Linked DNA regions of Mus musculus: all the other regions are linked to region 3. A link is a contact called in public HiCAR-type and promoter capture Hi-C data. All regions are on one chromosome and are shown on one strand. The core of a region is the stretch at or near the end of the contact, and the rest is flanking DNA. Distances in the headings are between cores, read along the strand shown.

What was found. Promoter capture Hi-C pulls out the DNA fragments that hold promoters and counts their contacts. HiCAR-type assays count read pairs that join an accessible place to other places. Capture Hi-C pulls out chosen DNA fragments and counts their contacts.
Region 1: a contact with region 3 is called in a promoter capture Hi-C map of pre-B cells, with 6 times the contacts expected there. The contact joins the promoter of Rps27 here to the promoter of Prcc in region 3. A contact is called at or near these places in 3 of 39 promoter capture datasets (cranial neural crest, liver and pre-B cells), 1 of 484 Hi-C or Micro-C datasets (CD4 T cells) and 1 of 9 other capture datasets (liver).
Region 2: a contact with region 3 is called in a HiCAR-type map of astrocytes, with 2.6 times the contacts expected there. The contact joins the promoter of Ubap2l here to the promoter of Prcc in region 3. A contact is called at or near these places in 3 of 39 promoter capture datasets (embryonic stem cells, erythroid cells and hippocampal neurons), 1 of 115 datasets of contacts at active chromatin or transcription factors (astrocytes) and 1 of 9 other capture datasets (liver).
Region 4: a contact with region 3 is called in a promoter capture Hi-C map of liver, with 4 times the contacts expected there. The contact joins the promoter of Dennd4b here to the promoter of Prcc in region 3. A contact is called at or near these places in 1 of 39 promoter capture datasets (pre-B cells), 1 of 115 datasets of contacts at active chromatin or transcription factors (large pre-B cells) and 1 of 9 other capture datasets (liver).
Region 5: a contact with region 3 is called in a promoter capture Hi-C map of pre-B cells, with 6 times the contacts expected there. The contact joins the promoter of Ints3 here to the promoter of Prcc in region 3. A contact is called at or near these places in 2 of 39 promoter capture datasets (liver and pre-B cells).
Region 6: a contact with region 3 is called in a promoter capture Hi-C map of liver, with 8 times the contacts expected there. The contact joins the promoter of Gatb here to the promoter of Prcc in region 3. A contact is called at or near these places in 3 of 39 promoter capture datasets (liver and pre-B cells), 2 of 484 Hi-C or Micro-C datasets (both in liver) and 1 of 9 other capture datasets (liver).
Region 7: a contact with region 3 is called in a promoter capture Hi-C map of pre-B cells, with 9 times the contacts expected there. The contact joins the promoter of Chtop here to the promoter of Prcc in region 3. A contact is called at or near these places in 2 of 39 promoter capture datasets (liver and pre-B cells) and 1 of 9 other capture datasets (adipose tissue).

What each region holds. Positions count from the first base shown.
Region 1 is chr3:90,212,370-90,215,435 of GRCm38.p6, reverse strand. It overlaps Rps27 (ribosomal protein S27), which reads left to right and starts at 1,788. Exons shown (of 4, transcript NM_027015.4): 1 at 1,788-1,826; 2 at 2,135-2,243; 3 at 2,392-2,502; 4 at 2,683-2,769. The coding sequence starts at 1,821. The coding sequence ends at 2,711. It also overlaps a transcript of Rab13 not described here.
Region 2 is chr3:90,050,654-90,053,957 of GRCm38.p6, reverse strand. Ubap2l (ubiquitin-associated protein 2-like) reads left to right here and starts at 1,443. Exons shown (of 28, transcript NM_001165984.1): 1 at 1,443-1,503. 4933434E20Rik (RIKEN cDNA 4933434E20 gene) reads right to left here and starts at 1,156. Exons shown (of 7, transcript NM_025762.3): 1 at 839-1,156; 2 at 349-450. The coding sequence starts at 904.
Region 3 is chr3:87,883,399-87,886,845 of GRCm38.p6, reverse strand. Prcc (papillary renal cell carcinoma (translocation-associated)) reads left to right here and starts at 1,284. Exons shown (of 7, transcript NM_033573.2): 1 at 1,284-1,971. The coding sequence starts at 1,504.
Region 4 is chr3:90,263,396-90,266,659 of GRCm38.p6, reverse strand. Dennd4b (DENN/MADD domain containing 4B) reads right to left here and starts at 1,425. Exons shown (of 28, transcript NM_001356483.1): 1 at 1,099-1,425. It overlaps Crtc2 (CREB regulated transcription coactivator 2), which reads right to left. Exons shown (of 14, transcript NM_028881.3): 14 at 2,535-3,180. The coding sequence ends at 2,960.
Region 5 is chr3:90,432,171-90,435,506 of GRCm38.p6, reverse strand. Ints3 (integrator complex subunit 3) reads left to right here and starts at 1,871. Exons shown (of 30, transcript NM_145540.3): 1 at 1,871-2,703. The coding sequence starts at 2,557.
Region 6 is chr3:85,572,878-85,576,027 of GRCm38.p6, reverse strand. It overlaps Gatb (glutamyl-tRNA(Gln) amidotransferase, subunit B), which reads right to left and starts at 1,899. Exons shown (of 13, transcript NM_144896.4): 1 at 1,709-1,899; 2 at 14-164. The coding sequence starts at 1,884. It overlaps Gm46809 (a long non-coding RNA gene), which reads right to left and starts at 7. Exons shown (of 2, transcript XR_001783869.2): 1 at 1-7. It also overlaps Gm3740.
Region 7 is chr3:90,508,119-90,511,457 of GRCm38.p6, reverse strand. It overlaps Chtop (chromatin target of PRMT1), which reads left to right and starts at 1,960. Exons shown (of 6, transcript NM_001293776.1): 1 at 1,960-2,267. It overlaps S100a1 (S100 calcium binding protein A1), which reads left to right. Exons shown (of 3, transcript NM_011309.3): 3 at 94-424. The coding sequence ends at 237.

The sequences.
Region 1 (3,066 bases), core at 539-3,038, 2.3 Mb before region 3:
CTAGGGTAGATGACTGCCTGTCCTGGAATTCTCTCTGTAGACCAGGGAGGCTTCAAATTCACCGATCTGCCTTGCCTCCTAAGTTATGGGATTAAAGGAGTGCACCACTACTGCCAGAGGCCAAGACCCTTTCTTCAAAACAAACAAAAAAGCTTGGTGGTACAGGCATACTAGAGTCAGCACTCGGGAGGCAGAGGCAGGCGGATCTCTGATTTCAAGGCCAGACTGGTCTACAGAGTGAGCTCCAGGACAGCCAAGGCTACACAGAGAAACCCTGTCCCTGCCTCCCCCCTCATCCCCTGCATTTTCATACTTCTGCTCACATGATAAATTGCAGATGTACAAGTATTATAAGAAATTATTTTCAGTCTAGGAAAAGGAATGAATTTCTTTCTTTCTTTTTTTTTTTTTTTTTTTTTTTTTGAGACAGGGTTTCTCTGTGTAGCCCTGGCTGTCCCGGAACTCGCTTTGTAGACCAGGCTGGTCTTGAACTCAGAAATCCGCCTGCCTCTGCCTCCCAGGTGCTGGGATTAAAGGCGTGCACCACCACACCTGGCCATGAATTTCATTTTTAAACCTAGAATCTATTTCCCAAGATATCTCTGCCATGTATATTGCCAAAATCCAAAATCAACATGCATTCATTTAAGCATGGACTATTTATTTATTATTTTATTTATAGACACTTGAATTCAGAGATCCACCTGCCTCTGTGTTGAGCAGCAAACACACAAATTTGTACAATGTGGTAATGGTTACAGCAGCTCCATAGTTAAATAACATACTTTTTGTTTTGATTTGGTTTTTAGAGACATCTCTTGTAGTTCTGGCTGTCCTACAACTTGCTAGATCAGGCTGGCCAGAACTCAGTCTCTTCCATGCTTTGCCAGAATGCAGTGATAAAGGTGTGACCAACCTCGTCTGGCCTTTAATTAGCACTTTAAAAGCAATGCACGTGTCAAGTGGTGTAAGGATATTTGATTTTATTCCTCAAAGGTAAAGAATTGTAAGAATACAAAGTCGGGCTCTATCTTTAGCACTGGAAAACAGCAGCAACAACAAAACAATAAAGGTAAACAATAGGGTTAGCTGCAGTGGAGCAAATATGAACAGGATTTGATTTTGTTGTTTTTTCAGACAGGGTCTCCTGTAGTCCACTCAGACCTCAAACTTGCTAGGAAGCCCAGTGCCTAGAATGATTTTGAACTCCTCGTCCTCCCGCTTCATCCTCTGAAGTTCTGAGATTCCAGCCTTGAGCCACTGACAGCACCACTGCGCCCTGCCCAGTTTACGCTTTGCACATTCTTAGCACGCACTCTACCTACCAGCGTAGTACACCCCCAGCTTCAAGCAGGTATCTCATTTTTTAAAAAAAAAAACCTATTTACGTCTAGAATTATTAATCAGCGTAAATCAAACCAACTGGAAAATGGTAAAGACTATCAATAACTAAAAATGTCATGGATAAAAGCTTCTCGCTGGTGTTCACCTGTGATGTTCCCATCACACTCCAGCTGTCAAAGCGTAGTCGGAAACTACGTGAGAAAAAAGTATCCATTTTTCTCGCCACAGCAGCTAAATTCTGAACTCAAAATAGAAGCTAACTCTCTCACCATGGCTACGCGCCCGCGACGCGAGGAGCCTTTACGGACCTTCTACAAATGGCAGTCAACGGGCATTCCGTTGCATTCGAACAGAGTAGAAGACCTTCCGAAGATGGCGAAGCAACACGGCTCGTCACTTCCTGTCCCATATCAGATATAAGGAACAGGATTTCCGCTTTCGCTCCTTTCCGGCGGTGACGACCTCCCTACGAGAACATGCCTGTGAGTTCCTTGGTCCAGGTTTCGACAGAGAACTCGCTCTTGGGTCCGCACGGTCCTCTTGCGCTAATTGCGGGTCCTACAGGGTCCACATGTGCGCTCTGCGTCTCTTAGGACAGTAACCAGAGCCGCGGCGGCCCACGGGTCAGCCGCGTAGACGGGAGCGGAGAGGAGATAAGATGGCGGCCCAGCTACGCAGACACCAGGGGCGGCGAGGGGCGAGTTCTCCTCGGTGTGTGCCAGTGGGGGCTCTTTCCCATCATCTCTTTCCTCCATTACCTTCTAAGTCTTTGCATTTCTGCCCCTTTTAGCTCGCAAAGGATCTCCTTCATCCCTCTCCAGAAGAGGAGAAGAGGAAACACAAGAAAAAGCGCCTGGTGCAGAGCCCCAATTCCTACTTTATGGACGTGAAATGCCCAGGTAAGGAAGTGGTTTTCAGCTGTGCGGGAAAACTAAACTGTACTAATGGTTGTAACTTAATTTTTGATTTTATTACGAGTTCAGAAGTGGTAACTTGGAGAGGAATAAAAGAAGTTAACATTTTTCTTCTCTTTTTTTTTCTTCCCAGGATGCTATAAAATCACCACGGTCTTTAGCCATGCACAAACGGTAGTCTTGTGTGTTGGCTGCTCCACTGTCCTCTGTCAGCCTACAGGTGGAAAAGCAAGGCTGACAGAAGGTGAGTGGTCTCAGTGTTGGGGTTTTGTTTGGCTTTGGGGTCCTAAGGTGAAAGGCTGAGTAGAATGCAAGGCTTCCGGCTGGTAAAGCCAGCTGCACTCCTGTTAGGAAGGTTTAGCACTCTGCAGATGAGGCAGGGTCAGTGGCAGGCAGAAGTAACGTTTGCATCTTTTTCTTCCAGGATGCTCCTTCAGGAGGAAGCAGCACTGAAAGCCCCTGATTGAAGATGAGTGGGAACCTTCCCAATAAACACGTTTTGGATATATAATGTTTGTCTTGTTTAACTGGTAGCAAGTGGTGCCTCACATATCCCAGGGCAAACAGAAGAGTGGTCCCTTTGGGGTCAAGTAAGTGGCCAAACACCTAGAGTCCATTGGGGGCATTTTTATCTAGATTCACTGTATAAATCTTAGACCATGGTTTAAAACTGGTGATAGTGTATAATTGGGCTTACTCTTCTATGTCTTTTTGGTAGTAACTTTTAGCAATGGTTATTGGAAACATTGTGTCATACAAAGGTGTGTGACAGTGGGGACTGTCTTTATTTAGGGATAATGGTACCCAG
Region 2 (3,304 bases), core at 194-2,693, 2.2 Mb before region 3:
GTCAAGGATTAAACCCAGTCGTCTGCATTCTAAGCAAGCACAATGGGCATCTTTAAAATTCTGCAAAGGCAACCATTCTCACAACGCTGGAACCAACTGTAAGTGTTCTCAGCATCATGCTTAAACTAAAGCAACATGAAATATTTAGTAATTTTAGTTGAAGATGAGACATTTTACAGCTGAATTGGTTTAAATCTTAAGGTACATGTTGTGGAGCAGCAGTGAGCAGGAAGTTATTGCTTAGACTGTGGAATGAAAGGAAGCATATGAATAAAAGTCTTCTTTTAAAGTCCGAGAAAAATCTCCTTGTGCCAAAGAACAGGTTTACCTTGCATTCTAGTGACCTACCTTGGGGGCATTGTGTCCTACAGGAACATGAGGTCCCCTTCTAGATTTCATTGCAAAGCGCATGATTTGTCTCTTCACAAAAATAAACAGCAGTACGAATACCTGCCCAAAGAGATTAGAGCCATTTTAGTAATAGCAATAATTTTTTAAAATGTTCACTTTCAAAATCCCTGGGTTTAGGCCTTCAGAGCTGGATGCTTTGGGGCGAAGCCGGGTCGCTAAGGACGGAGGTGGGTCAGGGGCTAGTAACGGAGAGGCATGTTAATCTGGGCTCTAGAATTTAAGAGGGAGGGTTCTTACTTAGAGCCAGGCAGCTTTGACTTAAAGATCTCAGACTGTCTACGGATACAATTCGGAAGTCCAGAAACAAAACAAGTTAAGTGGCTGAAGAACAAAGACAGAACGGCTCAGGAGCCTTCTTTTCAGGAGTCCGGCTCAGAGGGTCGGGACTCAGACAAATGCCACAAGAGGAAGAGAATGGGGATCTCACCAGGCTCCCGTACGCCATCACCAGCACGACATTCACTCCAGAAAGCCAGTTACTACTAGACGCCATCGCCTCTCTCTCCGGGAACACCTGCTAGGACAGTCCCGCCGCGCTCGCGCGTTAGCCCAGGCTCTGCCGAAGCCAGGGAACCTAGGTTCCCTGGAGCTCTCCGAACATTTCCATATGGTTTTCGATTAAAAAAAAAAAAAAAAAAAAAACCAGGCTAGAGTCCGTCAGAAAACATGGTGGATGGGGGCGCTAGTTAAGCATCGGACCTTCCCGTCCCATTTCCCCACCCCCACCCCCTCCGCCACGTGACTTATGTCCGCAAAGGTACCTGGGAGTGCGGAGACGCGGAACTACGCCAGTAAGAGGAAGCCGAGACCTTACTGGAGTCACGTGATGGAGGCGGATCCGTGCGGGGCGGGGCGGGGGCGGGGCGGGCGCGCGGAACTCAAGAGCAGTGTTTCGTGGCGGGGAGGCGCGCGCACGCTGACGTGCGCGGCCCTTTCGCGTCACGTGCTGAGGGACGCAGGAAGGCAAGTGGGAGGGGGAAGGCGCGAGAGCGAGCGCGAGAGGGAAAAGGAGGGAGGGGGTGGGGAGGAGGGAATCTTATATCACGTGACAGGGGCGGCGCGGCCCGGGGTGTCAGTGTGGAGGAGACTGAGGTAAAGTTGGGAGCGCAGCGGCGTTGGCGGCGGCGGCGGCGGCAGCGGCAACGCGGCGGGGCCGGGTATTGTCCGCGGCCCCTTTAAATCCGCGATCCCCTTTTTACCCTCCCTTCTTTTCCTCTGTCCCCTCCGTATTCCTGTCCCGCGGTAGGCCCCCCCCACGCCGTGTGTCTCCCCACTGTACACCCTCCCTTCTGGTCTTGGGAACCCGGGCGTCCAACCTCCCCACCTCGAATTGGCCGCCGGGGGTTTTGTTTATAGTTGGGTTCGCGGCCTACTGGGCCGCGCCAGAGCCGGGGCCTCGATTTGGGAGCGTGGCCGGGGCGGGGCTTGGGGCAGCCGGAGGGGGGGGGCATGTGGCTAGAGCCTGAAGGGGGAGAGCGAGAAAGAGCGCGGGCGAGCGAGGCCTGGGCCCAGCCTGAGGTAGGGTTGTTTAGGAGGGTCAGTGTCTTGTGGAGAAGGCCTCCTCCCTCCCCAGTCCTCTCTGGGCCTCTGATCCGGATCCGGCCTGGTTTTGGGGGCGGAGGGGGGGTGGCGATGGGGTGGAGCTGCCCCAAACTCCCCCATGTGGCCCTCGGTTTGGAGTGCGGAGGATTAATTTGTTCCGGGTGGGAGGTAGAGAAGCGAATGGCCCCATGGGCTCTAGATGTGGCGCGGAGGGGGGTGAGTCTCCCATCCTCCGCGCGTGGGCTTCTGTCCTCTCTGTTCATTTCCAGCCTCTTTGTCAGCTCCTCTTATTACCCTGCCTTCTTTCTTACCGACCCTGGTCGTGGAATATATTTTCGCTGCAGTCTTTGACTTCCTGTTGTCTATACTGTAGTTTTGGCTACCCAAGCAGTTATCTTATTTGGGAAGCTGGACATGGAGGCCCCCGTGGATTGTGTTGCGCCTAAGGGATGTCACTAGACTGGGCATTTGTTCATTTTTCTCATAATGGGAATGGAATTCCAAATTTCTTGAGACCCTTCACCTGGTGGACAGCCCCTAAATTGTTTTGCAAAGTGATGTCACAAACAAGAGACTGTTTTCCACGATTCTTAAAATTTAGCAACCTCTGGTGTAGGTTGTTGTGGAAAGAAAAAACAGTTAAAGGCGATTTTGTTAAATTTGTTTTTGCCTTTGACTCACTGACTACTAAATGGAGAGATTATTTTTTGTCTCCACCTCCCATATTCTGCGTTGGGGATATCTGCTGTGTCTTGCTGGGAGGGGGGTATGAGTCAGTTTGACAACCAGCATTAGAGATTAAAATATTTGGATGTGTATCTGTTGATAAGACTGTGTTGTGGGTCCTATACCACTGTCTTTAATTATAGATCATCCCAGTGATTGTTTCTGTTGTGAATGGGAGATACTGCTGTCATGTAAAATAGTGAGGAAGGGCTAAATGTACTGGCTTTCCCCAGTGTTTCTAACTGGGAAGACTCCTATTAGATTGAAGGTGGTTGGGGAATGGGACACAGGTCTAGGAAAATTAGTTTCTCTGTTAGAAGTGGTAAGCCTTACCCATCCCAGTCCAACTTCAGAATGTCTGAATTGTTTCTCACATTAGATTGTAAGCTCCCTGAGAGCAGCAACTAAGTCACACTGCTTTTGTATTTCCTGAAGGATTGGACAAGTAGTAGATTCTCAATAAATACTTATTGTTTATTTTTTTCAGTAAAATTTCTCTGGCTATTTTTTTAAGTAGCTGGCTTTCAAAATGTAGTCAAGGGCACTTCTTTGTTGAAACCTGTACTTGTTCTGTAGTGTTCCCTTGGTTTCCAATACTTCTTTCTCATCCCACTTCCCTTAAGTA
Region 3 (3,447 bases), core at 35-2,534:
CCTCAAAGGTTTTCTGCTCTTAGGAGCAGGGAGGTACCCACAGAGAGATGGGTTCATGTATAAAGGACATGGCAAGTAGAGGGCCCTCAGTTAGAGGGTGACAGAAGTGATCCAGAATCACAGGGAGCCAGGGAAGAGCAGTTGCACAGCACGTCATCATAGACGGGCAGTATGTGAAAAAGCCTGCAGTAAAAGTGGGTGGATATGAGGGCCATACGCAAAGGCCGAGAAGACAGCACATCCAGCCAAGAAATGAATGCCAAAGACACATGCACTGTAGGGTGGGCACAGGTGATCAACCCCTAAGAACTTGGAAGTGTACCGGGCCATAGTCTGTCCTTTTACTGAGGTAAAGTGATTAATCTCCAATTCTCCAATACCTTGCCCTAGTTTCCCGTGCTTCTCACTAGTTGCTGAGGAAGGAGCCCAAGTCCCCACACTCATGGGGATAGCGTTCATGGGAGGTGTGTACTGTTACTAGATGTATACTGGTGTATTCATTGGTTAAGAGCACTGACTCTTTTTTTTTTTTTTTTTTTTTTTTTTTTTTTTTTTTTTCTGTGAGACAGAGACAGGATTTTCTGTGTCACCTTGGCTGTCCTGGACCTCACTTCATAGTCTAGGCTGGCCTCGAACTCACAGATCTCCGCCCGCGTCTGACTTCCTAGTGCTGGGATTCAAGGTGCATGACACCACCCTTGCCATGCTCTCAGATGCCTGCGGCCTCGTTTTCTTTCTGGCTTCGCAATCTTAATTTTATAACGTACCCTAGAGCTTTGTCTTTTCTTGGGGTGCTTTGTTCTAACACCCAGGTCGACTCGGAAGCATCACTGTTTTATTTACAGGTAACTTTCCCTTTAAGCTATTTACTTTCCCAGACTTCATCACTTTCCCGACAACACTTGCAGTTTCTAAGGGTACCACAGCTCCCATAATCCTTAGCTGCTCTGAGGAACTTCAAGTACCGAAATGCTCTAAATGCTTACGTGCTACCGCGCTGATCCATGGGGCTTGTAGTAACATAGGACTTGAAAGGACACACAACAACAAACAAACAAACAAACTACGAATCCCAGGAATCACTGCATCAGAGGAAGCTTTCGCTCAGTCTTTCTGCGCACCCTTTACGCCACCTTTAGACTGCAATTCCCGCCATGCTTTGCACTGAGTTCCCGGAGGTAGAGAATGGGGTTGTTGCTAAAGTCTTCTCTGGGAATTGTAGTTCTTAAGTCTGTGAGGTGAGTAGTAGGCGGAGTGACTCGGCGGCCATTAGGTGTGTGTAGTTGCTTGGTGCTAGGAGCTTAAGTGTAGCGGGAATTCTTACTCGGTGGAAATCAACCCTAGCCATGGGTTCCTGCCGGGGATAGTTCTAGAGCACGGAGCAGGAGGCGCTTTTCGGTTCCCCGCCTTGCCCGCTGGTAGGGCCTACTAGGCCGCCGGGACATCCCGGGTCTCAAGTAGGCCTAGTCTGCCAGCAAGGGCGTCCCAAAGGCGGGAGGCGCCATGTCTCTGGTTGCTTATGCCAGCAGCGACGATAGTGAGCCGGATGAGCCGGAGCCGGAGCCGGAGCCGGAGGAAGAGGATGTGGCGGCTCCTATGCCAGGGCCCACTTTAGGAGGCCTGTTCGCTTCTCTTCCTGCACCCAAAGGCCCGGCCTTGCTGCCCCCGCCCCCCCAGATGCTGGCCCCAGCCTTCCCCCCGCCGCTCCTGCTGCCCCCGCCCACCGGAGACCCCAGACTGCAGCCGCCTCCGCCGCTGCCCTTTGGCCTGGGCGGCTTCCCGCCACCTGCAGGAGTGAGCCCTGCTGAAGCTGCGGGAGTTGGAGAGGGGCTGGGGCTGCCATCGCCTCAAGGCCCTGGGCTCAGTCTGCCCCCAGCTGTGGGCGGTGTCGGACCCCCCTTGGGCCTTCCCAAGCCAAAGAAGAGAACCGAACCGGTTAGGATAGCGGCGCCGGAGCTGCAGAAGGGCGATGTGAGTATGGAGGGGGGGGGCACCTCAAGTCCCATTGGGCTGGAGTTTAGGGGTAGGAGGGACTTGTAACCATAATGGAGCTCGACAAACGCATCCGTTGACTCCGAGCCGCTGGAATCCTCTTAGAAGGCGGTTAAATTCACCTGAACTTGCCTGCTTTGGGGAGTTAGGGTATTGGCCATGAGGCATTCTGGAACCTGGGACTTCCTTGCAGAAAGGGATGCGTGGTATCCTTGGTACTGACAGGCTTAAGGCGCATGCATGGAGACAATTCTTTCCCTTTCAGCATCTTTATCTCAGTTGGCTTCTCTTCCCATATTGAGGGCAGGTTAAAAGTGGCGCCTGAAGTGACAGCTGGTGGGACTAAAGTGCTCCTGTTGAACATCCAGGACCAGCCTTATCCTTTGCCCCATCTCTAAAATAAGAAGGCTGGAAGGAGGTAAAGGACATGAGTGGAGTTAGAGAAGAGATGGAATGTTTACTTATTTTGACATGGTTCTAGTATTGTAACCCAGGCTTTTCTTGAATCACTGTGTAGCTCAGCTTGGGCTTCAACTTGTGATCCTCTTGTCTCAGAGTCCAAGTGCTGGATTAAAAAGTGTATTACACTATCCCTGGTATAAGAAATTGAGTATTGCCTCTCCCTCACCCCCACACACAATGGGAGTTGGACTTGTAGCCTCCCTCACACATAGTAGGTAAATGCTCTTCCACTGAGCTACAAAACCCAGCCCTGTTTCCATTGTTTATTTTGAGGAATGGTTTTTCTAGATTGTCTAGACTGACTTGAATTTTAGATTGTTCTGCTTCAGTCTCCCCTGTAGCTGGGATTACAACCTATAGAAGCAGGATTTGGTAGTCCAGGCTGGCTTCAACTTTAGTAGCTAAGATTGTCCTTAAACTCCAGATTCTCCTCCATCTCCTTCCTGAGTGCTGGGATTACAGCTGAACACCACCATGCCTGCTTTATGCAGCTTACATTCATGTCTAGGGCTTTGTGCATGCTAGGCAAGCATCCTTATCAACTGGGCCATATCCTCAGCCCTAACATACTATTTACAGATATGAAAATGGAGTCCAGCATGTAGTCTTACTGGAGATTGACAACTGGATCTGTTTAAATCTGTTTCACCATCTAGATACTGTCCAGGCTAGATGAGCATTAGAGTATAGTTTCTAAAAGAGGCAGCTAAGATTACAGTGTTTTCTTGTTTGTTTGTGTGTTTGTTTGTTTGATGGTCTCTATGTAGTCCTAGATGCCCCCCTATAACTTGCTCTGTAGACCTGGCCTTGAACTCAGATCCTCTTGCTCCTGCCTCTTGGGTTCTGGGATTAAAGACTTGTGCCATCATTCCTGACTTATGTTGTTTTCAGATGTTTAAGCAGGAAAAGATAAGGCCTCTTCCATGAGGACTTCCATGATAAAGGAGGCAGCCTGTGACAGTTCTTTGCTTTCTATCTTTTAGTAAATGAATT
Region 4 (3,264 bases), core at 176-2,675, 2.4 Mb before region 3:
CATGGCCTGACCCTGGGGAGTGGAAGCCCCAAGAGTCCTGAGGTGCCCCAGGGTGCTGAAGGTGGGAAGAAGCCTGGCGGGTAGCTTGCAAGGGGCTAGAGGCTGAGAGAGTGCTTCAGAGGGGAAGGGAGGCTACTTCCTGAAATGGCTGCGAAGGGGAAGCTGTCGCTAGCTCAGCATAAGTCAGCCTATGGGTGTGTGGTATCGCTGGGGGGGCGGGGGGGATAGTACTGTTTAAGGTGCCAGCACAGCATCAGACCAACGCAGACCTCCCACTAAGGGTCCTGTGCAAGGCAGGGAAGCTTTTAGTGTCTCCAGGATGCACAGTCTATTTAACCTCCCGCTCTTCCTCAGAGAACTAGAGCCAAACCGACTGTCTTCTCAACCTGGCCTCTGGACACACATGCCCCAACTCAAGCTAAATTTAGCTTGAGCTTCTCTACATCTGAGAGGTGAAGCCAGGAGTCAGCGTCAGCCTCCTGATTTAACTCCAGGACACAGCTCACTCTCTCATCCACTGCAGGCCAATAGTAGTTCTGTGCTCCAGACAGTAGGCAAAAGCCGTTAGATGAGACCCTCTATAGGCAAGTGGGTGGTCCCGGATCAACAGGACTTGTGTGTCCAGGCCTTCCCTTATCCAGCCAGGGAAGAGTCCTATAGAATGCAGCCCCTTCTCCCTTGGGGGAAAACAACGGCACTGGAGCCACTTTGGGTCCCAACGCCCACATGCCGAATGACGGGAAGTCGGGGCTAGGGCAGAGGGCGCGGCGCGGGGGAGGTGGCTGAGCAAGAGGCCGGAGGGCCGAGAGAAGCGCGCGCGGGGACTGCCGAGGACGTGACGGCAGCAGCGCCAGCAGCCGCGTGACCCAGGCGGGAAGGAGGGGTGCTCTGGCTTGAGCGCCCGCGGGAGCTCCAGGTTGTAGGATGTCGAGCACAGCTAGCTAGCTCTGGGTTGCGCCCTCCCCTCCACTTTCACTTCTCTGGGAGGGAGGAAGCGGAACCAGATGCGCAGCGTAGAACAGCTGGGGACAGTCCCTGGAGCCGCCCGCCCTCCGCCCGCCCTAACCCGCCCGCCGCCCCGCCCGGTCCGGCCCCTACCTGCCTGCCCTGGGACTCCCCAGCCGGCCCGCTGGCGGGTGGCTCTGAGGGCGGGCTGGCGGGCCGGCGGGCGGCTGGGCTGCTATCCAGCCCCGGACATGGCGCACTCGACTTAGGAGCCGCTCGCGCCCGGGCTGAAGGAAGAAGCAGCAGCCGAGGGCGCCGGGCACGGTGGAAGAAGATCTGGGCGGTCCCAGCGTCCCCGCGCGCTGCGCCACGCGGGGACTGCTGCCACACCACACCGCTAGTTCCAGCCGCGCGGTCCTCCCGGCTCCCACGTTGCTGGGGACCCCAAGCTCTTCAACGCGCCCTGCTTTCTCCACTCATACCCGCCCCCCACCCCCCCAGGAGCCGCGGGCGCCTCCGCTATTCTGCCCCCCCCCACACACCCGGGCCTGCGGCCGTGACCCTGGCTAGCGCCGGCCCAACACCCTGCCGCCTGCAGTGCGACCCCTGGTGGCTGGGAGGGCCCCCTGCAACCAAGCGGATTCCCACCACCCGGAGGAAAAAGCAAGACACTGACCCCAGATGGCCCCGAAGTCAGAGTCGGTGCTCCTGTCCTGCCCTACCGTCAGATGTGGCCACTGTGCCACAGCGAAGGCCCTGAAGACCTAGACCTGGGAAACCCAGGTGACTCCCCACTTCCACGTTTAGAACCCACTGGCCAGAGCCAGAAACTCTCAGTTCTTCTTTCGAGAAATGACAAGAACATTGAAAAAGAGGAAGAAAGGCATGAAGCCGAATAGTGGAGGTGTAGCACTCCTTTCACTATGCTGGGTGAAGTCTAACAAAGCCTTCGTGGAACATGGTTGTCTCCCAAGGATCTATTGCGTTAAACCCAAATGGAGCAGTGAAATGGATGAATCGACATACAGTCCTCAGAACATGAGATTGCTTAGGTCCCCCAAACATAAACCAAGTAAGCCAGCTAGGCCTGCTTACTTCTCTCTAGAAGCATCAACACTGGCAATAGCCTCCTCCAGGAGAGGGGAGGATTTTCTAACAGAAACAACTGTGACTTGGGACAACAGCCTCTCCTTACCCAGGGCTTCAGAAGAGTAACTTGTCAGGCTAGTCACGGTGCCCCATCCCCTGATGCTGCAGCAGGCAGGGCCTTAAACAAACAAGGGCACATAAGGTGACTTCCTGCTGCCTCGGTGAAGTCTGTATAGGCTTTAGGATACATCCAGTTTGGGACCTAAATCTGAGAATGGTGCTTCCGCACAAGCACAAAAGTTCTGAGAGGATTAACGCACACCCGTAGCCCTAGCACTAAGGAAGCCAAGGTGCCAACGGGCACGTGTGACTTCTAGGTAGTCTGCCCTATGTAAGAGAAATCCTGTCAAAAAACAAACAAACAAAAATGCAACACAAAAGAACCTATGGCACCAAACCTCCTTAGGTCCCCAGCCATGTACCAAATAGCCAAGCACACAAAAGGTTTAATAGGATTTTTTATTAACATATAATATATTTAATAAAAAATAATATCCATTCTGGCTCTCTCTTCCATTGCAAGGGGAAGAGAAATAGGGAGGGGCTGGTAGTGCCCATCCCTTCTGGACAAGCCCTCTCTCCAAGATTTCCCTCTACACCTTGCTTCCCAACAGGCTCTGACCTCCAGACAGACGGTTTTCAAAGTTACAAGTGCTTTTAGGCCCTCCCTTGAATTCCCCCAAGCCCACCAGACATACAGCATTCAGGGGCCACCTGGCCAAGCCCCTTCCCTTTCCTCAGTTTTAGGATCCTTCATTCATATTAGAAAAAGGATCTGGGGGCAGAGAGTAGTCTCTACTGGCCAGGGGGAAGGGATGAAGACTGATGGGACAGGGCCATGAAGAAGGATGGCAGTGAGGTCCCCTCACTGTAGCCGATCACTACGGAATGAGTCCTCCACAGCAGGGTCAGGCAGCAGGGCACAGGGGTCACTCAGCATAGTTAGTCCTTCCAGGCCCAGTGGCTCCATGCGCAGCTCATCTTCTAGCCCCAGGCCCAGCTCCAACCCAGATGCTGACACCTCAAAGCCAGGCACTCCAGCCAGGGCTGCTGCAATCTCCTTAGAGAAACCTGGGGAAGAGTCTCCTGTGTGTACAAGAGGTGGGTAAGGATCTCAGGCCACACCTCCAGACCCCTCAAGCTCCTATCACAGCAGTGAGGCTGTCAACT
Region 5 (3,336 bases), core at 622-3,121, 2.5 Mb before region 3:
CTCTTTCTTCCTCTTCCTTTATTATTATTATTATTACTATTATTATTATTATTATTGTTTTTTTTTCAAGACAGGGCTACTCTGTGTAGCCCTGGCTGTCCTGGAACTCACTCTGTGGACCAGGCTGACCTCGAACTCAGAAATCTGCCTGCCTCTGCCTCCCAAGTGCTGGGATTAAAGGCGTGCGCCACCACTTCCTGAGTGAATGCAGCTTTGCAGATGGAAGGCAAGCACCCCAGCGCCAGCCCCCACTACACTATACAGTGCTTATTTAAAGATGCTATAAAGCACAATTGTGGTGGTGCACACATGCAGTCCTAACTCTTGAGAGGATCAGGAAAGTCATCCTTACCTACATAGGAACAAGTGTCTCAAAAAACAATAAATGAATTTTTAAAATTAAAAAAAGCACATGGAAGTTCCCTGGCAGGGCATTTACCTATTTTGAATTCCTGAGTTCAATCATCAGTACCACAAACAAACCCAGTACACTTCAAAAAAAAAAAAAAAATGGAAAGAATATTCAGTATTATACATCTTTTTTCCTTCCTTCTTTTCTTTTTTCTTTTTTTTTTTTTTTTTTTGTTTTTTTGAGACAGGGTTTCTCTGTGTAGCCCTGGCTGTCCTGGAACTCACTTTGTAGACCAGGCTGGCCTCGAACTGAGAAATCCACCTGCCTCTGCCTCCCGAGTGCTGGGATTAAAGGCGTGCACCACCACGCCCGGCCCTTTCTTTTTCTTCTTTCCATCCAATACATGTGTCCCGGTTATATTAAGCTATTGTAATGACTTGTTTGTAGTTCCGAGGCTGAATCAGTCCTTTACCTAGAAGTTATTCAAAGCTTACTCAGGAGGATTGTAGAATGCCAGAAGTGTATTTGGAGATCGGCCAGTCCGGGTCTTATTTTATTTGTAATTAGGATACAGAAGTCCCTGGGAGGCAGAAAGAATGCCACAAAAGTGAGGCCAGCTTGGGTTCAAGAGTGCTTCACTCCCAAAACAGTAGCTATGGAACTTGGAATTCTTCCAAGGACATTGTTAACAATTTACCTGCCCACTGGCCTTGAAAATGGATAGTGCAGGAAAATAGGCCTATATCTACAAATGGGGGACGGAAGGGGAACATGAATTTGATGGGCCAGCTTCCCACGTATTAGGATGGCAGGCATATATTACCACACCCACCTTAGAGCTGTGGACAGCAATAGGCTCATACGCCTAAAAATGAAAAGTTCTGTTGAGAGACGCACGGTAAAAGAACTCTCATACAATCAAGCCCTACTATGATCACAACAAACCACAACTCTCAATGGATTGTGTGTGTGTAAATACAATAGGCTTCAGTGACATTTGTCAGTCCCAGAGTCTCAAAAGACGAGGTCCCATCACTTAGTAAACTGTGTTAAAGCGAGTGCTGGTACGATTCTAACTATTTGGTTTGCACTAGAGAATCAATGCACTTTTTTTGTTTTCAAATTGTTACTAATAATTGCACACCCAAGAGCTCATACAATCGGCCGCGTGTAGCATTTTTAGTTCAGGAAGTAGCTTCAGACCCTGAGGGCGTTTGCTACGCGACTGCGTAGGGGTTGGGACTCGGCAGCTCCTTTTCCTGAATAGACACTTATGGGCTAGGTTTCCATCCTCCCAGCCTACTACCCAAGGACAACGTTCCGAACACCTGTAGGGAGTGGAGCAAGAGGGAAACGTCGCGCATGCGTGTTGGCGCGCGCAGGCGCAGCCCGGCTTTTTCCGGATCGCCCAGCAGTAGCACCCACTCCGTACCTCCCGTCCCGCCTCCAGATGCAGAGGAAGGATGCGATTGGGCACACTTGTTGCCCGTCAGACCAGACTCAATTCTTCTCCCTACAATTGGCAGCCCGGGAAAAGGCCAGTCCGCCGTCGTCGGCTTACTCCTTAGAGACCTGGCGCCACCGCGGAAGCCGCTATTGGCGGACGCCCGGGACCGCGACTGCTCACTTCCGGCGCCGGCGACGACTCTGCCCGCTCGGGCACTCTCAGCCTCCCCCGCCCTTCCACCATGGCCGCCTCTGTGTGGTGTGGGGAGAAGCTGGTCCTCCCATAGCGCTCCTGCTGCATCCTCACCCGCTAGGGGCCGGATTCCAAGGAACCGCGTTTCCCAATCCCGCCGGGAAGGTTTCCCACTCCCAATTCAGGGCCAGGACTCCTTCCCACGCCTCGAGAGGCAGAAACTTAGGGTTTCCCCTCCTTTCAGGATAAGAAGCCAGAGGGTTTCCCCCTCCACTTCTGCAAGGGTGGCAGCCTTGCCTATCTCCCTGCAGGACACAAGACCCTTAGTCTACCATACTTCTGCGCAAAAGCTTTGCCCCAGCCCGGCCACTCCTGAGGGAGCATCTAGAGAACCCGCGCCTTCCCCCTCCGCAGGAGAGGAGGCAAGAGTGCGGAAAGCCAGGCCTGTCGGCCTCCCTCCCACTTGTTCCTCTTGCTCCTCGTCCTTGGCAAGCCAGAGTTCTCCATTTCTAGGACTTAACACCCGTCTACTCCCTTGACCTCTTCTGGTCTCTTGGCTGCAGCCATGGAGTTACAGAAGGGAAAGGGGACCGTAGCAGCTGCTGCATCAGGAGCAGCGGGAGGTGGAGGAGGAGGAGCGGGAGCAGGAGCCCCAGGAGGGGGGAGGCTGCTACTTTCAACCAGTTTGGATGCCAAGGATGAGTTAGAGGAGGTAGGTGTGGGGGGTGGGGAAGGGAGTAAGGAATTGGGTTGAGGAGGGATGCTGGATCGCATATGGGGTGGGGGTGGGGAGAAAAGGCCTTCAAGTTTATTTTATTTATTTATTATTATTATTATTTTTTTTTTGTAAGGCAGAAACATTGCTCTTGCTTCCTGCTTCTGGAGGAAGAAGTGTGGGTCAATTTCCTGGACAGGTTGCCCTAGTAACAGCTGCCGCTATTAAGAAAATGGGTGTGAGGGGTGTTGGTTACAGAAGGGATGTAGCATCAGTACTGACCAAAGTTATTTTCATTTCTTCCCACATACACACCAATAGCTATCTAAAATATCCACCCTATTTGAGAGTGTTAAGTTGAAAAGTATATATGTGTTTACAGGCAGGTGTCTGAGGATTGGCAACTTCCTACAGACTTGGCCCCTCTTCTTAGATGGTATCATTGACTGTGTGTGGATACAGACACTTGTCAGTGATTTTAACCGAGCATTTATAGAGTGAGTGAAGACTTACAAGTAAGTAGTATCTAGTTTGGTAATATCAGTCATAGCAGTGGGGTGAGCCAGTATATAGGGGACTGCTTTCCTTAGTACCAGAGAGTACATACACACACGAAGGAGAGGTACGGGA
Region 6 (3,150 bases), core at 650-3,149, 2.3 Mb after region 3:
TAAAACACCTTACCGGTAATGTTCCAGGCAGAGATGCATCAAAATAAGAAACCAGAGAATTTGGAGGTGCTGCAAAGCACACTTGAGCTCCAGAGAAGAGTTTAGAGTTGGAGGAAATCTGTGCATGAATTTCCAGTCCTACTACAGCTGCCCATTTGTGTTCACTAAAGGGAAGGAAAATGGTTAAAACGTTACATTTGTCGCTAAATATAAATTCTTATAAACCTATATTTCCAATTATAATCTTGTGTTTTAAATTAAAATTTTATATGCTTATATTTTAAAATGTGTCATTTTATTGGTGAATAAACTAAATGTACCTTATTAGTTAATAAACACTAAGTAAATGACTCAGTAAATAATAAAAGCTTATCTTATCATTATTTGGGTTTAATACAAATGCCAGGATTCTAGTTCTAGAGAAATGATGGCTAAAGAATAAATTATCGCCCATATTTTGAGTTCATTGTTAAGAGCTTGTAGCTACAGAAGCAGGATCAGATACCATAGACTACCACAATATGGTATTCCTTAAAACCCGTGAAAAAGAACAGAAAACCATTAGAGGAAACTTTGTTTTCATCCACCAAGTCCCATCCAGTTCTTGAGATCTAAACTTAAATTTTTTTCATTTGTTCATACTTCACTGCTAGCAAATCTTTGTAAATGCTTACAGTGATATACTGTCTCTTATCTGAACAGCCCTACTCTGGTGAGCCAGTACTCCACTCTCTTTGGGGAATTAAATTCTCTATTCCTATGTATGTTCCTAGTCTTCACTTCTCCCTAGACATTTTCTATATTAGTCAGATTTTAATTCATGTGCATTCAGTTTTGTTTTAAGCAGTTCAACAGATGAAGGAATGAGAAAAGATTAATTCCTTCTTTCTAAAATTTGATAATAAAGCTTTCAAGAGAGAGGAAATAAACTAAGAAATTCAGAAATTCTGCATGTTCTAATTGCTAATCGAAGTATTTCTGCAGTTTCATTTCGTGGAAAGAAAATAGTCTAGTTTATGAAGAGAATAGAAAGGTGATGATTTTGGACATTTTTCTTCTCTTCTTCACTGAAATGCTAAAAAGAATGCCAACCTCAACAAAACAAAACTTTTTTAAAAATTGCCTTGTTGCTGTATTTTAAAAGAAGCTTTAAATCATGTACACGGAAGCAACTAACTGCTGTACAACATAAGCAATTCTTTATATAATCGGGGAAAGATTTCGTCAGTCGACTAACATCCTCCTGGGGTCTAGACAAATATGCCCACAATAAAACCACAGATAGCTAGTGCTTTCTGACTAATAAGACCTCTCCTATCTGGGGCTTTGTACAACGGCTATTTTCTGTCTTTAAATTATTGCTAGCCTGTAGTGACGCCAAATGCCCGCTACATACGAGCCAGAGTCTAGTGTCGCAGACCCCACACGAGTTAGTAGGGCAAAGTATTCCAGTCTTCTGTCTGAGAAGACGACTGGAGGAAACGCTATTTTACATTCGCACGTTGTCCAAATATGCCTACTTTAAGACAGAAGTTTTAAGTGTGAGGCTGAAGGTGGCAGGCCTGGTTTTGTGTTTTCATTTAGGTTCAGTTGCCCATAACACAGGTGACCACCCTCCAGCACACTAAAACCCTCAGGCTGGGCTGCCGGGGCCATTATCTTCGTTCTGCACTTCCACGAGACAGGCAAAAGTACGAAGAAGATATACCCTTTCCTCGGCTTCTGAGCCGTGTGGAGGGAAGGCTGAGCCACTGAACTCTGTCTCCTAGCCCAGTTGGATGTGGGCCCAGTCTGAGAGCCACTTCGGTGGCGGGAACCGCCATCTAGCCATGTTAAAGCCCAGCGTCTTCCAGGGAAACCCAAGCGCAGCATGGGCGCCGCCATAGCGTCGCCGAAGTCCCGGTCAGGTGACCCACCCTCCCTCTGCCGCGAGGCTCCCTGGGAAGCGTAGTTCTGGCAATGCGCCACAACCCGTGTAGCTCTTGACCGGAAGACTACTGTTCCCAGCAACCCAATTCAAAGGCTGCCGGAACTTTGTTAGGGAGGGGCGGAACCAAAGAAGTGGGAAGGTTGGTGGGTCCTGTGTGACTCCTCCTAGCGGGGAGTTGGAGAGCTTTGTGGCGGTAGAGCTTGTGTGTACTTTGACAGCTCTTTGAGGGAGCGCCAAGCAAGGAAGCCTCACCAAGGATTTTATACTCAGCTTAAGCCCGTGAGTTGAAACAAATGACCCTAACATTACCACAAAGGCTTCCTGGACCCTCCAACGCTTTTATTTTTTCTGTCTTGCTCGCACACCTCGCACACAAATTTGTGCATTATTTCAACTGATACTTATTTGCATGCCTGCTATATATACCTAGTTCAATAATAAGGCAGCATTGATATGCTAGAAAGAAAGACTTTGGGGATGTTATATTTTAAAGAATTGACATTTTAGGGAGAGGAACCATACAGAAAAACGTTTTAAAAATTGTTTTCATGTCCGAAAAAAATTTTTAAACTTTTATGTGCTTTTTACTTACTATTTTTCTTAGCCAACATCTGAAACAATTTCTTGTGTTAGAAAGCTTTGATAGAAAAAAAGACATCACCTCAATGGATTTCTTTTGTTGTTTGACTTCAGAACTCATCTTGGACTGGGCATATCCCTCAGTGGTACAGCATTTGCCTACCATGTAGAGATGCTAGGTCCCACCCTCAGGAAGGCAAAACCAAGCAGAGCCTTTCATATCCCTTGTTGAAATTCCAGGTGATTTTTTTTTTTATTTGAAAACTTAGTCTACAATAGTTCTTACTTTCATTGCCTGATTTTAATTGTCAACATAGTCTTAACAGCTATCTTTGATTTCAATGGATCCTTGTCTGGTATTTACCATAGTATTTCCAGAGTACAGAGTAGGCGCCTCAAGAATATATGAAGTAGTACAGTGCAGTGAATGTATTTGACAAATGGGGGCTGTTGAGAGGGTATGTTCTTTAGAAACGCAATAACAGATTGGGGTAGTGGTGAAGGGTAAAGTAAAACATATGTTTCTGGGAGATGTGCAAGGTGAGATTGAGGGACCTGATCGAGAGTTGGAGGTTCTGTACCTGCTCCTTGCTGACAGGTCCAGGACAGAGGAGAGAGGTCCCTGTCCCTCTGGGGTCTCT
Region 7 (3,339 bases), core at 711-3,210, 2.6 Mb before region 3:
AAATATCATTCTCTCACTTGCTCATTTCCACCTCCTCCTCCACCACCATGGTGGCTCTGACTTAGTGATAAACACTTCCATCCCCTTCTACAGGTCCAGAAGGATGCAGATGCTGTGGACAAGGTAATGAAGGAACTGGATGAAAACGGAGATGGGGAAGTGGACTTCAAGGAGTATGTTGTGCTGGTGGCTGCTCTCACAGTGGCTTGTAACAACTTCTTCTGGGAGACCAGTTGAGCACAGTCTGTGAGCAGTGCCCTTCCTCTCCCACTTGTCAAGATTTCCCCTTTAGCGTGCTTGCTCCTCACCCCACCTGTACCTCCCTATGTCCCCATCCTTGCCCAGTCTCGACGTGCACCAAGGGCACAAGAGTGGCAGTCCAGATCTGCCACTTGTTTTAATAAAGCCTTCTCTCTCACCAGCTATCAATGTCTGTACCCTCTGGGCATGGCTATGTGTGAAGTAAGGGGTGCTCACTCCCAACACCTTATCTTGTCAAGTTTACATTAGTTCCTTATTTAAGGAACACTCAAAACCCAGAAATGTAGGGGTCCGAAAATTTTAGCTGGAATCCAAGTGTCATTGGCTTCTCAAGGATTTGTATGAGTAATTGGTAATACCAGGACTTGAAGGATGAGGCAGGAAGATTTTGAGTTCCAAGCCAGCCCATACTACATAGCCAGAAACAGAAATAAACAAGCCATCAAAAAATGTGGGGCTGGTGAGATGGCTGAGTGGGTAAGAGTACCTGACTGCTCTTCCAAAGGTCCGGAGTTCAAATCCCAGCAACCACATGGTGGCTCACAACCATCCGTAACGAGATCTGGTGCCCTCTTCTAGTGTGTCTGAAGACATCTACAGTGTACTTACATATAATAAATAAATAAATCTTTTTTAAAAAATCTGAAGAAAGCTAGAAATGGTGGCACGTACCATAGTTAACACCAGCTCAGCACCTGGGACGTAAAAGGCAGGAGGATCTCTGTGAGTCCAAGCCCAGCCTGGTCTGTATAGAGAATTCTAGAACAGCCAGAACTACATTATAGAGACTCTGTCTCAAAAAAACTACCAGAGGCAGTGGTGACACACGCCTTTAATCCCAGCACTCGGGAGGCAGAGGCAGGCAGATTTCTGAGTTCAAGGCCAGCCTGGTCAACAGAGTGAGTTCCAGGACATCCAAGGCTACACAGAGAAACCCTGTCTCGGAAAAAAAAAAAAAAAAAAAAACAACAACAAAAAAACAAAACCAGAAAACAAAACCAAAAAACTACTAGAAGAACTTTTTCCCAAGCTTCATTCAGTGTTTATTGATGCCTCATCATTGCTAGACATTATGTAAGAACTAGGGATACATAAGTGGGGATACAGATTTGCTTTATTGGATTACTTGAGGTAAAAAGACCCACCCTAAAACTAGCCACATCTTCTAGAGGCAGTCCCTATAAAAGGATGTAGATGAGTCCAGTGTGGGTCTTAAATCCCAGTACTGGGAGGGGCGGGGTTAGGGGGGGTCAGGAGGTGGATCTTTGTGAGTTCGAAGCCAGTCTGGTCTACACAAAGGAAGCCTGCCTCAAAAAGAAACAGAAACTCTACAAATAGGTTTGAGGGCCTGAGCAAATTAGCCAGGTCTCAAGGTCCTAATAAAGACTTTTTACAGTTGTCTTTAGCTTGGGAATGGGAAATAAAAGGATACAAACACTGTTGCCAATCTAAGCTGCTATTTGCAAGCCAAAAATCCCACCAAAGTGGGGCATAAACTTGTCCAGAAGGTAGTCTAGAGGTACTTAGCGATTACGGCCACTGGCCACGCCCCCGAAGGCGGAGCACTACACGTAACTTAAGGGATCTTTGCCAAAGTCAGTGGGGATTCGCTGCGATTCTTGCGCTAGGCCAAAGGACCATGTTGCCACGCCCCTAGTTGCGCGCGCACTGACGCAAGCCCGTCGGCGCCATTTTAGCCGGTCACGCTGCACTGGTGGGCCCGGCGGCCATTTTGTTTTGGACACCAAGCGGGAGTTGGCGGCGCCGGCTCTGGGGGCCCAGACGAAAGGCAGGAAAGGGCAGGCTTGACGAGCGGGAGGATCGGTCAGCTAGATACTCAACCCACAACGAGGAAGCCTCACATCCTACCGTTTAAGCATCTAAGCCAACCGCCCAGCTAGTTAACCCGAGCGGCCCGCCGTCAGCTCAGGTTAGGCCGGCCTCCGGGCCGCCCGCCGCAGCCGTGGTGGCAACCCCGGGAGGAGCGCTGGCGTCCATCTCCTTCGGTGAGTTTCTGTGGAGAGGGCAGAGGTGGAGGGGCGCGGGGTCCGGGGCCCGGTGGCGTGGGTGGCAGGTGTGGACCGGGCTGAGGTGCGCAGAGGCCGGGGAGGGGGCGGAGCCGGGAGGCGGAGGCTAAGCCGGAACCGCGGCCAGCGAGCTGGGCCGCTAGCCGTGCGGGTGCTGCTTGTGGTTGGCGTGTCTGGTGCAGGTGCTGGTGCTGGTGGTGCTGGTCGTAGTGGTTTGGCCTCAAATCCAGTGTCTTGCTTACCTAGATAAGCGTCCTCCATCGGAGCCAAAGCCTCGCCCCAGAATAGCGTTTGATGGGGATAACCACGGAAATAGTCGCCTGATCAAAGTTGGAGTCCTGAGAGGCTTCGAGGTGGAGGTCAAATGAGGAGTACAGGAATTAGCGGCGGCTCTGGGTGTTCGATTTTGATTCTTTTTTTTTTTTTTTTTTTTTTTTTTGCGGCACCGAAGTTGAACCCAAAATCGTACTTTGGCTAAACTAGCGCCCCGAGTTAACATCTCCAGCTTTAAAAATAATAATAATCTTAGTTTGAAACAGGGTCTGTCAAATCACCCGGGCTCGCCTTGAGCTTGTGACCCCCTTGCCTCAGCCCCTCCCCAGTATATGCCACTACAGTTAAAATATTGTGGTGTGCTCTTAACAGAGCTCTCAGATTGAATACCCATTTAGAAAACCTCTTCTGTCTTTCCCCTGCCATGTCTAACTAGAGCTCCACCTGCATTTGGAGTTGAGAATCGATTTTGAAACTAGGCTTTTCTTTTTATTTTGGGTGTATGAGAGTCCGGTCCTCACAGTGTGACAATGTAACCCGTTACAGCCTCAGACTGTTACACCACTCCCCTGTTGCTGCTGGGAATTGAACTTCCCAGGGCTTCATCAGTGCTAAACAAGCACTCTACTGAGGAGCTATATTCCCAGCTCCTCCATTTCTCTAGATCCATGACCCTCAACTTTCTATAGACATGTAAGATGTACCTGGGTAGCACCCCCAATCCCAGTTGCTGTACCCCATCCTCATGGCCAGATTGTACTTTAATTGGTCTGGATCC